2 separate regions of the Gasterosteus aculeatus genome follow, and region 2 is linked to region 1. A link is a contact called in public Hi-C data. All regions are on one chromosome and are shown on one strand. The core of a region is the stretch at or near the end of the contact, and the rest is flanking DNA. Distances in the headings are between cores, read along the strand shown.

Region 1 (4,811 bases), core at 1,595-4,094:
ATCCGTCAGGACCACGAATTAAAGTCCCTCAGCATTTTTGCCATAGTTGTAGTCGTAGAGGAAGTGGGTTCTCAGGGAACTGTGTCGGAGCGGTCACCAGCGCACCACCACCACCACCACCAACAACACCACCACCAACACCACCACGGCTTAGGCAGCACCGCCCATCCGCCTGTGTTGAATCCGTTTGTGTCTAGAAAAATCATTTAAAGGGATAACTCAATTAAAATCACACGTCACCGTGTTTTTAAGTAGCCAGTAGTCGTGTCTGGTGACGCCGAGGTTTTTACACGTGTCTCGATATCTTAACAGCGACTTCTTTTTCCAGAAATTTGTTGGCCCGAGACGTTCGCTAACTAACGTACGAGGCCGGCCGGCCGGTTGCAGTTGTTAGGAAGCTGACCAGGAGCATGCTAGTTATCTGGTTTAATGCTAGCACGAGCCAGCTACGAGCGCCAAACCAGGTCAAGCGACCAACAAATACAAACATACATTTGAAAGTATAGCTAGCTAGTAGCATGCTAGTTATCTGGTTTAGTGCTAGCGCGAGCCAGCTACGAGCGCCAAACCAGATTAAGCGACCAACAAATACAAACATACATTTGAAAGTATAGCTAGCTAGTAGCATGCTAGTTATCTGGTTTAGTGCTAGCGCGAGCCAGCTACGAGCGCCAAACCAGGTCAAGCGACCAACAAATACAAACATACATTTGAAAGTATAGCTAGCTAGTAGCATGCTAGTTATCTGGTTTAGTGCTAGCGCGAGCCAGCTACGAGCGCCAAACCAGATTAAGCGACCAACAAATACAAACATACATTTGAAAGTATAGCTAGCTAGTAGCATGCTAGTTATCTGGTTTAGTGCTAGCGCGAGCCAGCTACGAGCGCCAAACCAGATCAAGCGACCAACAAATACAAACATACATTTGAAAGTATAGCTAGCTAGTAGCATGCTAGTTATCTGGTTTAGTGCTAGCGCGAGCCAGCTACGAGCGCCAAACCAGGTCAAGCGACCAACAAATACAAACATACATTTGAAAGTATAGCTAGCTAGTAGCATGCTAGTTATCTGGTTTAGTGCTAGCATGAGTCAGCTACGAGCGCCACCTAGTTGGCTAGAAATCAAGCTATCATAAAAAAATGCATTTTAAAAGTAGGCCTGCTAGCCAGTAGCATGCTACATTAGCTTGATGACGAACAAGACATTTCATTTCCATGTCAGAGTTCATCAAAACAAACATTTTCTTCATCTAATCAGCTGCTTTTCTCCCCCTCGTAGTTGCCTTGTTTTGTCCGACAACAATTCAAAGCAGAAAAATATTCTATTTCATAAAACTAGCGTATTGGCCAGTGTTGGTGTTTCGTCAATCTTGCTAATTGAATCATTTGAGTGATGACTCAATAATAAAATCCCCAAAGTAGCAATATATTTGCTGTAATCCAGTTGATTAAAAGTCCTCTGTCAACTTTTCTGGAAAAAGATGTCTCTGTTGATTTTAATTTTATATTTTCATGCCGTGAGATTGCATCTCAACTCTGCTGCACGTGTATTCGTGCGGAGGTTCTTAAACTCTGTCGCTGCGACGACCACGCGCTGAAACGCCGGTAAAACGTGCAATTCTTTTTGCAATTAGGATTGTCCTTTTAACTCCAGTTAGTGGTACCAGTTGTATGTACAGAAGAGACTGTTGCACGTAAATGTATGATCACAAAAAAAAGGAATTTGGGGATAATCATGTTGTTCTGACTCCGTACTGTAGTCCATTAACTGATATTTTGTGTTTCGGTTTGAGCCGGTTTGGTGTTCTGCTTTCTCTCGTCTTCATGAATGTATTTTATACCTGTACTGTCCCAGCTCATTATGCTACTGCCCACCTGTGAAGTCAGTGCACCCCCCTCTGGTCTCCCCCCTGGTTTGGTTGTTACAGCCCGAAGCCCCACATCACAAACCCACAGCAGCAGAACGTTCCTGTTTTCGTTCATCTTCTCATTCTGACTCCGGATCAATGAGGACGTTCTTGGTTTCCTCAAGTCTGGTTTTCTTAAAGGCCTTAACAGCTGATTCTTTTCATGGCAAAAATGCTGTTTGATTTTTTATTTTTTAGCTGTGTGGAGTTTCTGTTTTGCCACATATTGCCTTATTAGAACACATTGGGTTTGTATGTGATGTGCTGTTTGTATGATAGAACACGGAGGCTGGGGAGGAGGTTACCGTTTGGGCATTGGGTTCATTTGTCAGATCACTGCTCTTTCATGGCTGCTTTTACGCGAGCCTCTTTGTCTCTTTCCATTCAGGTTTTACTCGTGTACAAAGTTTAATTATTGGTTATTATGTGGCCGTTCGTTCCCCACTTGTCTTAAGTAGTTTGCTTCGAAATGTTGTGTGGCACAGAGTTTGATCCTTTTGGCCACATCGGAAGATATAAATGTCCCGCTTGCTTGTCTCGGAGGTTGCAAGAACAACGAGACGTTTGGAGAGACAGTGTGAGGCGTTTTTAAAAAACACTTGTACTGAAATAAACTTCCTGAAAATCAAACCGCGCCGTCCCTTTCTTTCTCCCCGTAAAGTCAAATATCTATGCAGAAATGTTGTGCATGAACATTTAAACTTAAAGTTAAAGTACAGCCTCAAGTACCTCATTGCTTTAATACATTTTAAAATGTCACAATATAAAACCGTAAACTAAAATCATAAAGGCGTTATTGTAGTACGTATGTACTGTGTGCGCGTGTGCCAGAGGCCGCCACCAGGGGGCAGGAAGTGACTGGTCACATCAGGTGATCAGTCTGGTTGTTTGTTAGGACAATAAAACAATCACACAAATGGGTCAAATAGGAAAATGTCATATATATGTATACACATGTTGACATGTACACAATTACGTATACACATTATTTCACATGTCTATATGAAAGTAACGATTATGGGTTAAACTGCACACACGCATGAACAACAACAGTCTTCCACTGTCCACAGGTCACAAGGTTGGTTCAGAGGTTCCTCACTTTCTGATTGGCCGGGGTCAAAGGTCAACCGAGTGGAGGCAGACATCAAGAGGTCAAGAACAGGTGGACGCCCCCGTGTGTGTGTGTGTGTGTGTGTGTGTGTGTGTGTGTGTGTGTGTGAGAGACAGACACAACAACAGAGAGGAGTTGCAGCACCAGGAGGATCCAAAGCCTCAGAGATCCGCTGAAGGACCATCATCATCTTCATCACGGTGGAGGAGGGTCATGTGGTCACTTCCTGTCCGCTACTCTCAGGGAAGATGGTGTTTGTTTCCGTCATGTTCCGGCTCTGCAGCCGTGACCCCCGCTGACCTGTGTTGTGACAGGTGTGTTCTCCAGCACATCTGCACTGCAGGAAAGGGCTCTGATTGGACCAGAGGACTTTTCCTCTCCTCAGACTCATGTGTTCCTGTATTTATGTAACATGGAGATATTTTCAGGCGTTATTGGACTTTTTAAGTGGTAAGAAAACTTCGAGGAGTAAACCTTTGTAAGATATTGTGCAGCTTCAGATTCAGATTTGAACTGTTTCAATCATAGTTTTCAATCTAATTACATTTAGCATTCAATAGAGAAACTTCAAATTGAATTACTTGTATAGTATATATGTATATATATATATATATATATATATATATATACTATACATCTCCCCTTAACGATCATAAGGATGGAGCACACACCACTGTAGATCAGTGTTACTAATAACTAGTAATTAGTTACTTATTTAAAGGTAATTTAATTACTTACCAGTTACTGTATATCAAAAGTAATTAGTTACTCGACATAAAAGTAACTTAACTTTTAAGGTACTTTTATGGCAGCTAACTGTCTAGCTAATACTTAACTTAATACAAAATAACTGTCTGTCATTCACCTGAAGGCAACTGACTCGACAGGTGACAGGATGCATCTCACCTTCCACATCCAGCTGTAGCTCAGCTTTGCTTGTCAGCATCCGCAGCGCTGTCGTCTCAACAGGTGCTTCATAAGATGTGGATATCCTCTTTGCAGCTGCACATCATCTACAACTCACCACCACATTTTCGTCTTTAATTTTGACGAGCGAAAAGTTATGTCCATCGCCGAAAAAAGACCGGAAATCCCACAAATGATCGTTTTCAGTCAATGGGAGCTTTTGCTTCGGGACGATTAAGGTCATGAGCGATGTGAGTGGATGACGTCGTGGGAGATCTTGCAAGGAGACCCAATGTAGTTTACATGCGGTCTACATAGGGACTATTTTTCTCTACACAACGTTTGGTGGCTACAACTATTTACTTGCTATTGGCCGACCCTCAATAATAATTATTACAATAATGCATTACGTTGTAACGGGTCACTCCCACACTGCTGCAGGTAGAGATGTAGGACGCAGACTCCCCAGCTGCAGACCATCGTGTGGGTGTGAGTGTCTGTGTGCGTGTGTCTTTGTCTCTGTGTGTCCGTGTGTGTGTCTGTGTGCGTGCGTCATGTGTGTCTTTGACTCTCTGTCATCGTGGTGGCGTCTGACTTACACGTCTTTGTGCGTGCAGATATTCTCATTTCCATCCGCAGTGTGAGAATACACCCCCCCCCCCCCCCCTTCTTCCCCCTTGCGCCCCTCCTCTGACCCCCCCCACGCTCTGTCCTCAGAACAAGGGCCCCGGACATGAAGGGACACATTTGTCCTCGGCCCCTGCGCCGTGCTTCTCTGCGCTATTGTTCCTTGAGCCTACTGTTAATATCCGTTTCAAATCTGCTTACTTTCAGATTCCATCAATACGGGCGGGACGTACAAAGAGAGGCCTATGCCCCCCCCCCCC
Region 2 (4,811 bases), core at 1,355-3,854, 58 kb after region 1:
TTGGCATGTCTACCTGGGACAGCCACATACATGCATGAAGCTAAGAGAGAAAAACTAGAACATGCATAGAGATGATCTGTACTGTTCCATATGTTGCACCAAGAGGGATGGAGGGAAGGGGGGGGGGCACAGCGGCGGTCTTAAGGGGGCGGTTAGTTAGAGTGTTTAATGTAGAAGCCCTGGTAACGAGTAGAGGAGTCTCTTTGTGGAGGTGATGGTGGGAAACTTTGCTCCTTGAATACCTGCATACATCGACATCAAACCCCCCCCCCCCTCCCCTGAATCCACCAGCAAATAGCTGCCCCCCAGGGGGGCGGACGCTTTGATGAGGCATCTATGTCAAAGCGTCCGTCTACGATCCGTCTTCGACCCGTCTGGATGAATAATTTAGCAGGTTTTATTTCCAGCCATCTGCTCTTCTCTCTCTCCATCATCCTTCTCTTCACATCTCCCTTCTGAAGTCACAACATCTACGAACTCGTTGTTCTTCTTGTTAACGTGAGAATAAAGAAGAGTGGTAGATTAAGGGAACCCGAAAAGAAATCCCTTTTGGGACCCGGCAATTGTTGGGAAGGGCCATTCAGAGCCCCTTTGAGGGCTTTTAGAGGCCCTTCGGAGGCTTTCTAGAGGCTTTCAGAGGCCTTCGGAGGCCCTTCTAGAGGCTTTCAGAGGCCCTTTAGAGGCCCTTCTAGAGGCTTTCAGAGGCCCTTTAGAGGCCCTTCTAGAGGCTTTCAGAAGCCCTTCGGAGGCCCTTCTAGAGGCTTTCAGAGGCCCTTTAGAGGCCCTTCTAGAGGCTTTCAGAAGCCCTTCGGAGGCCCTTCTAGAGGCTTTCAGAGGCCCTTTAGAGGCCCTTCTAGAGGCTTTCAGAAGCCCTTCGGAGGCCCTTCTAGAGGCTTTTAGAGGCCCTTCGGAGGCCCTCAGAGATCTGGATCAGATCGATAGCGAGCAGAGGTCTGCCACGCGTTCACTGGCATCACACGTGTGTCCCAACCAACCATAATAACAATTAATAATTCACGGTTACATGTGAGGAGACGACCACCGGGGGGGAGGTCCTCTTAAACAGTTAATCAGTCAGTGATCAATAGGTCACCATTGTTAATACATCAGTTCCACGTGGCTTTATTGGCCTATTTATTGGTTTTCGGGAAATAGAAAAAATTAAATTAAAAAACTACACAAACCAAAACATAAATGTTAAAAATGAAATATAAATAATGAATAAGGTATTAACGTTAAAGCTGTAAAAAAGGAAAACCAAGCAGTAAAAGTAACAGCATTCTGTACAAATGTGGATCTGTTTCTTCACCTCAGGATGCTGCGACACTGTAGTACTACTCCGCTGTGGTACTTGTGCACTGCAGTAGTACTACATTGTAGTAGTACTACATTTTAGTACTTGTACATTGTAGTACTTGTACACTGTAGTAGTACTTGTACACTGTACTGTACTATGCTTTGGTACTTGTACACTGCAGTAGTACTACATTGTAGTAATTGTACACTGTAGTACTACTCCGCTGTGGTACTTGTGCACTGCAGTTGTACTACATTGTAGTACTTGTACATTGTAGTACTTGTACACTGTAGTAGTACTTGTACACTGTACTGTACTATGCTTTGGTACTTGTACACTGCAGTAGTACTACAGTGTAGTACTTGTACACTGTAGTACTACTATGCTGTGGTACTTGTACACTGCAGTAGTACTACATTGTAGTACTTGTACGCTGTAGTAGTACTTGGACACTGTAGTACTACTGCACGGTAGTACTTGAGTTGACGTCAATGGGAGAATGTGCACTAATGTTCTTTGAGTGAGAGACAATTTTGAATTACCTGCTATAAAAACAGCCAAGCATGAGCCCCTCAACACACACACACACACACACACACACAGACACACGCACACACAGACACACAGACACACACACACACACACACACACACACACACACACACACACACACACACACACACACACACACACACACACGGCCCCTCCAAGACGTTCATCATCTCCAGCGACCTGCAGTGACCGGCTGCATGTATTAGTAATCAGCCCCCGTCACAGAGGAAAGAATTAACAAGGCGGCTCTTGTCGCCTCGGTAACAAAACGTGCACTTGTGCAGAGACACTAAAGCCTCCGGCTCTACAGATCTTGTTTCCAGGGACCCGATGAGAGGGAGGGGGGGCGTAATGGCGTCCGAGCAAGGTGTGTGTGCAGGATTAGAATACATCACATATTCTGTTAAACCATCTGGTCAGAAAAACTGAAGCAGCCGTAAAGAAGAATGAGAATCAGAACAGAACGAAAGGTGAACTACACAAACTGAAATGGGGGGGTTGGGTGGGGGGGGGGGGGGGGGGGGGTGAGGGATGAGGAGAATAGAGAAATAAAAGAAGGAGGAGAAGGAGCGAGCGAGTAACAGAGAGCGGAGGGGCTCTTGAGGGGAGGTGGGGGGGGCTGCTGATGATGCTGGAGCACAGCGCGGCCAGGCTGAACCGAGTGAACTGCAGCGGGGGTCAGGGAGTCCAACATTCCTCTGGAAAACTGTGTTTACACTGCGCAGCAGAGAGGAGGGGGGGGGGGGGGGGGGCAGGCAGAGGGGGCGCGAGGGGGACGACGCGCAGGGAAGGAAATCATCTCCCCCAGGGAGGGGGAGCGTGTGTGTGCGTGTGTGTGTGTCTGTCACTTATCCTTGTAGCAGTGTGGCGCGTTTCTAAAACGCCGCAGTATGTTGATGCCCCCCCCCCCCCCCCCCCCCCTCTGGTCCTTCCCCTAACCCCGCCCCCCCCCCCCCCCCTCGCAGTATGTTGATGCCCCCCCCGTCTCTTTACATCAACCTTAAACTTCAACCACAGCATCCAGACGACTGGTGTGGAAGCCGATTCAACACGACGTGCAAAGAAACCTGCAACATTGTAAATGTTTCATAAATGTAAATGTTTCATAAATGTAAATGTTTCATAAATGTAAATGTTCGGAGAGGCTTTTTAAAATCAGGTTTTAGTTTTGAGGTTGAAAAATACACAATAATTAAAAGAGTAAAAGTAAAATAAAAAGATTGAAATCAAATAATAATCACTTTGGGGTTTTACTGAAGAATTAGAAAGTACATGAAAACTAAAACAACAACTAAAATCTGTTAATTTGATACTAAATAACACCAATTTAGAATTATCATTTTAAACTAAAAGGTTTAAAAAAAGCCACCAAACTTATTGTTATTACATTTATTATATTATATATATAAACATTTGGATTTTTAATTATAATTTAATTTAGGTTTACTGTGGGATTAGTGTGTATTTACTTTGATAAAAGTACCTGTTTCTATGCTTTAAAAAATATCAACGCTTTCTATTCAAACTATTTACGTCATACAAATGTCCTAAACAACATTTTAACATAAAAAAACTACATTTCAATGTTTATGGCTGTGTTACTTACACAGAAACATTGTTAGAGTTTCATTAAATATTTAAAAAATGAGAATATAACGTTACAGAAAACCCCAAAATCCCACTTGTGTTGCCCAGAGAGTCCCCCCCCCCCCCCCCAGCCCCCCCCCGCCAGCTGGTGACCACTCGTCCCAGTAAGACGTTTCCTTTCCCCATCTGCTGGTCCACAGCAGGAACTACAGAAGGAGCCGCTAATATCCCACTAACACTCAGTTAAAGGCCGACTCGTGTGACACTGGACGAGATTTCCCCCAACAGGAAGTCATGTCACGGGGACCTTGTCAAAGTAAAAGGCCCTGTTGGAAGGACTCTTATCTGCGCGTCGCTTTGGGAGAACTTAAAACAGTTACTTAAACTATGTAAATGTTATTGGAGTAAAGTATTTAGCAGAAAATGTTCACATGGTTGATAAAAATAAGCAGAAAAGGAAGTAAGTGAACAGTTAAGTCTGTTTTGTTTCTGATAAGTAGTAATAAGTACTGATAACCAAATAAGAAGTATATTGCAGATAAAAGTATGACTTATTGTATCAGACGCTGCTCAATAAGCAGAACAGACACATTATTGTACATTATAATATTAAATGTTAAGAGCTTCCCAACGCGGGGCTCTGGGCCCCACAGACAGTCAGAAAACATCTCTACCAAAGATACGGACACTGCTTTTTATTTTTTGTGAAATGTCACAACCACAAAAATTCAATCCCCGTGTGAAAAGTCACTTCTAGTTATCCTGTATATGACCATATTCAATTTGTTATATTTCATAATAAGATTATCAGATGAGATCAGATAAAAAACGATGGTTGCACGTGACCGTAGAAACACTAATATAGTAATATCACACAAAATACTGTAAGTACCTCCTGTACACAATGTTATTTGGTACTTCCACACATTGTTGGCTCATCAATCCGGAGACACTGGACCTCCACTTGATGCCAGACTTAAAGGATGATGAGAAGAGGCACTGCCCCCCCCCTCAGGTATCAAGAACCAGCGCCATTGGGGGAGGAGCCAACAGCTCCAGCGTCAATGTGCCAGACGCATGTTGCATTCCCCCTTTTCCCAAACATCCCCATCCCTCGCACCGGGAAAAAACAACGGGGGTTTGGTCTGGGGGGGGGGTCTGGAGTCGAGATGGACGCAGCTTTGACCCCCCTCCAGAAAGCCAAGACCGCTTGCTCTGTCTTCTTGACAGGCGGCGTCCTTTTGTCCGGTTTGGACCCAAACAAAAGGCAAGAGGTGAGGAGGGGATGGAGGGAGAGGGGGGGGGGGGCAGTTGAATAGAGAGGGGGGAGGTTGGGGGGCGGGGAATCACCTCACCTTTTGTCCGCCATGTGTCA

What was found. A called contact is a pair of places that touch in the nucleus more often than the background predicts.
Region 2: a contact with region 1 is called in a Hi-C map of skeletal muscle, with 8 times the contacts expected there. The contact joins two enhancer-like sites. A contact is called at or near these places in 5 of 6 Hi-C or Micro-C datasets (liver, skeletal muscle, tail fin and 1 more).

What each region holds. Positions count from the first base shown.
Region 1 is chr1:1,381,952-1,386,762 of fGasAcu3.hap1.1, forward strand. It overlaps sorl1 (sortilin-related receptor, L(DLR class) A repeats containing), which reads left to right. Exons shown (of 48, transcript XM_078106644.1): 48 at 1-2,537. Among protein-coding and RNA genes, the nearest start is that of LOC144410355, 31 kb to the right of the region's middle. Within about 2 kb of position 2,845, at least 1 of the 9 cell types and tissues checked has open chromatin away from gene starts, as enhancers often do.
Region 2 is chr1:1,440,632-1,445,442 of fGasAcu3.hap1.1, forward strand. It overlaps LOC144410353 (a long non-coding RNA gene), which reads right to left. Exons shown (of 4, transcript XR_013468368.1): 2 at 4,787-4,811. Among protein-coding and RNA genes, the nearest start is that of LOC144410353, 13 kb to the right of the region's middle. Within about 2 kb of position 2,605, at least 8 of the 9 cell types and tissues checked have open chromatin away from gene starts, as enhancers often do.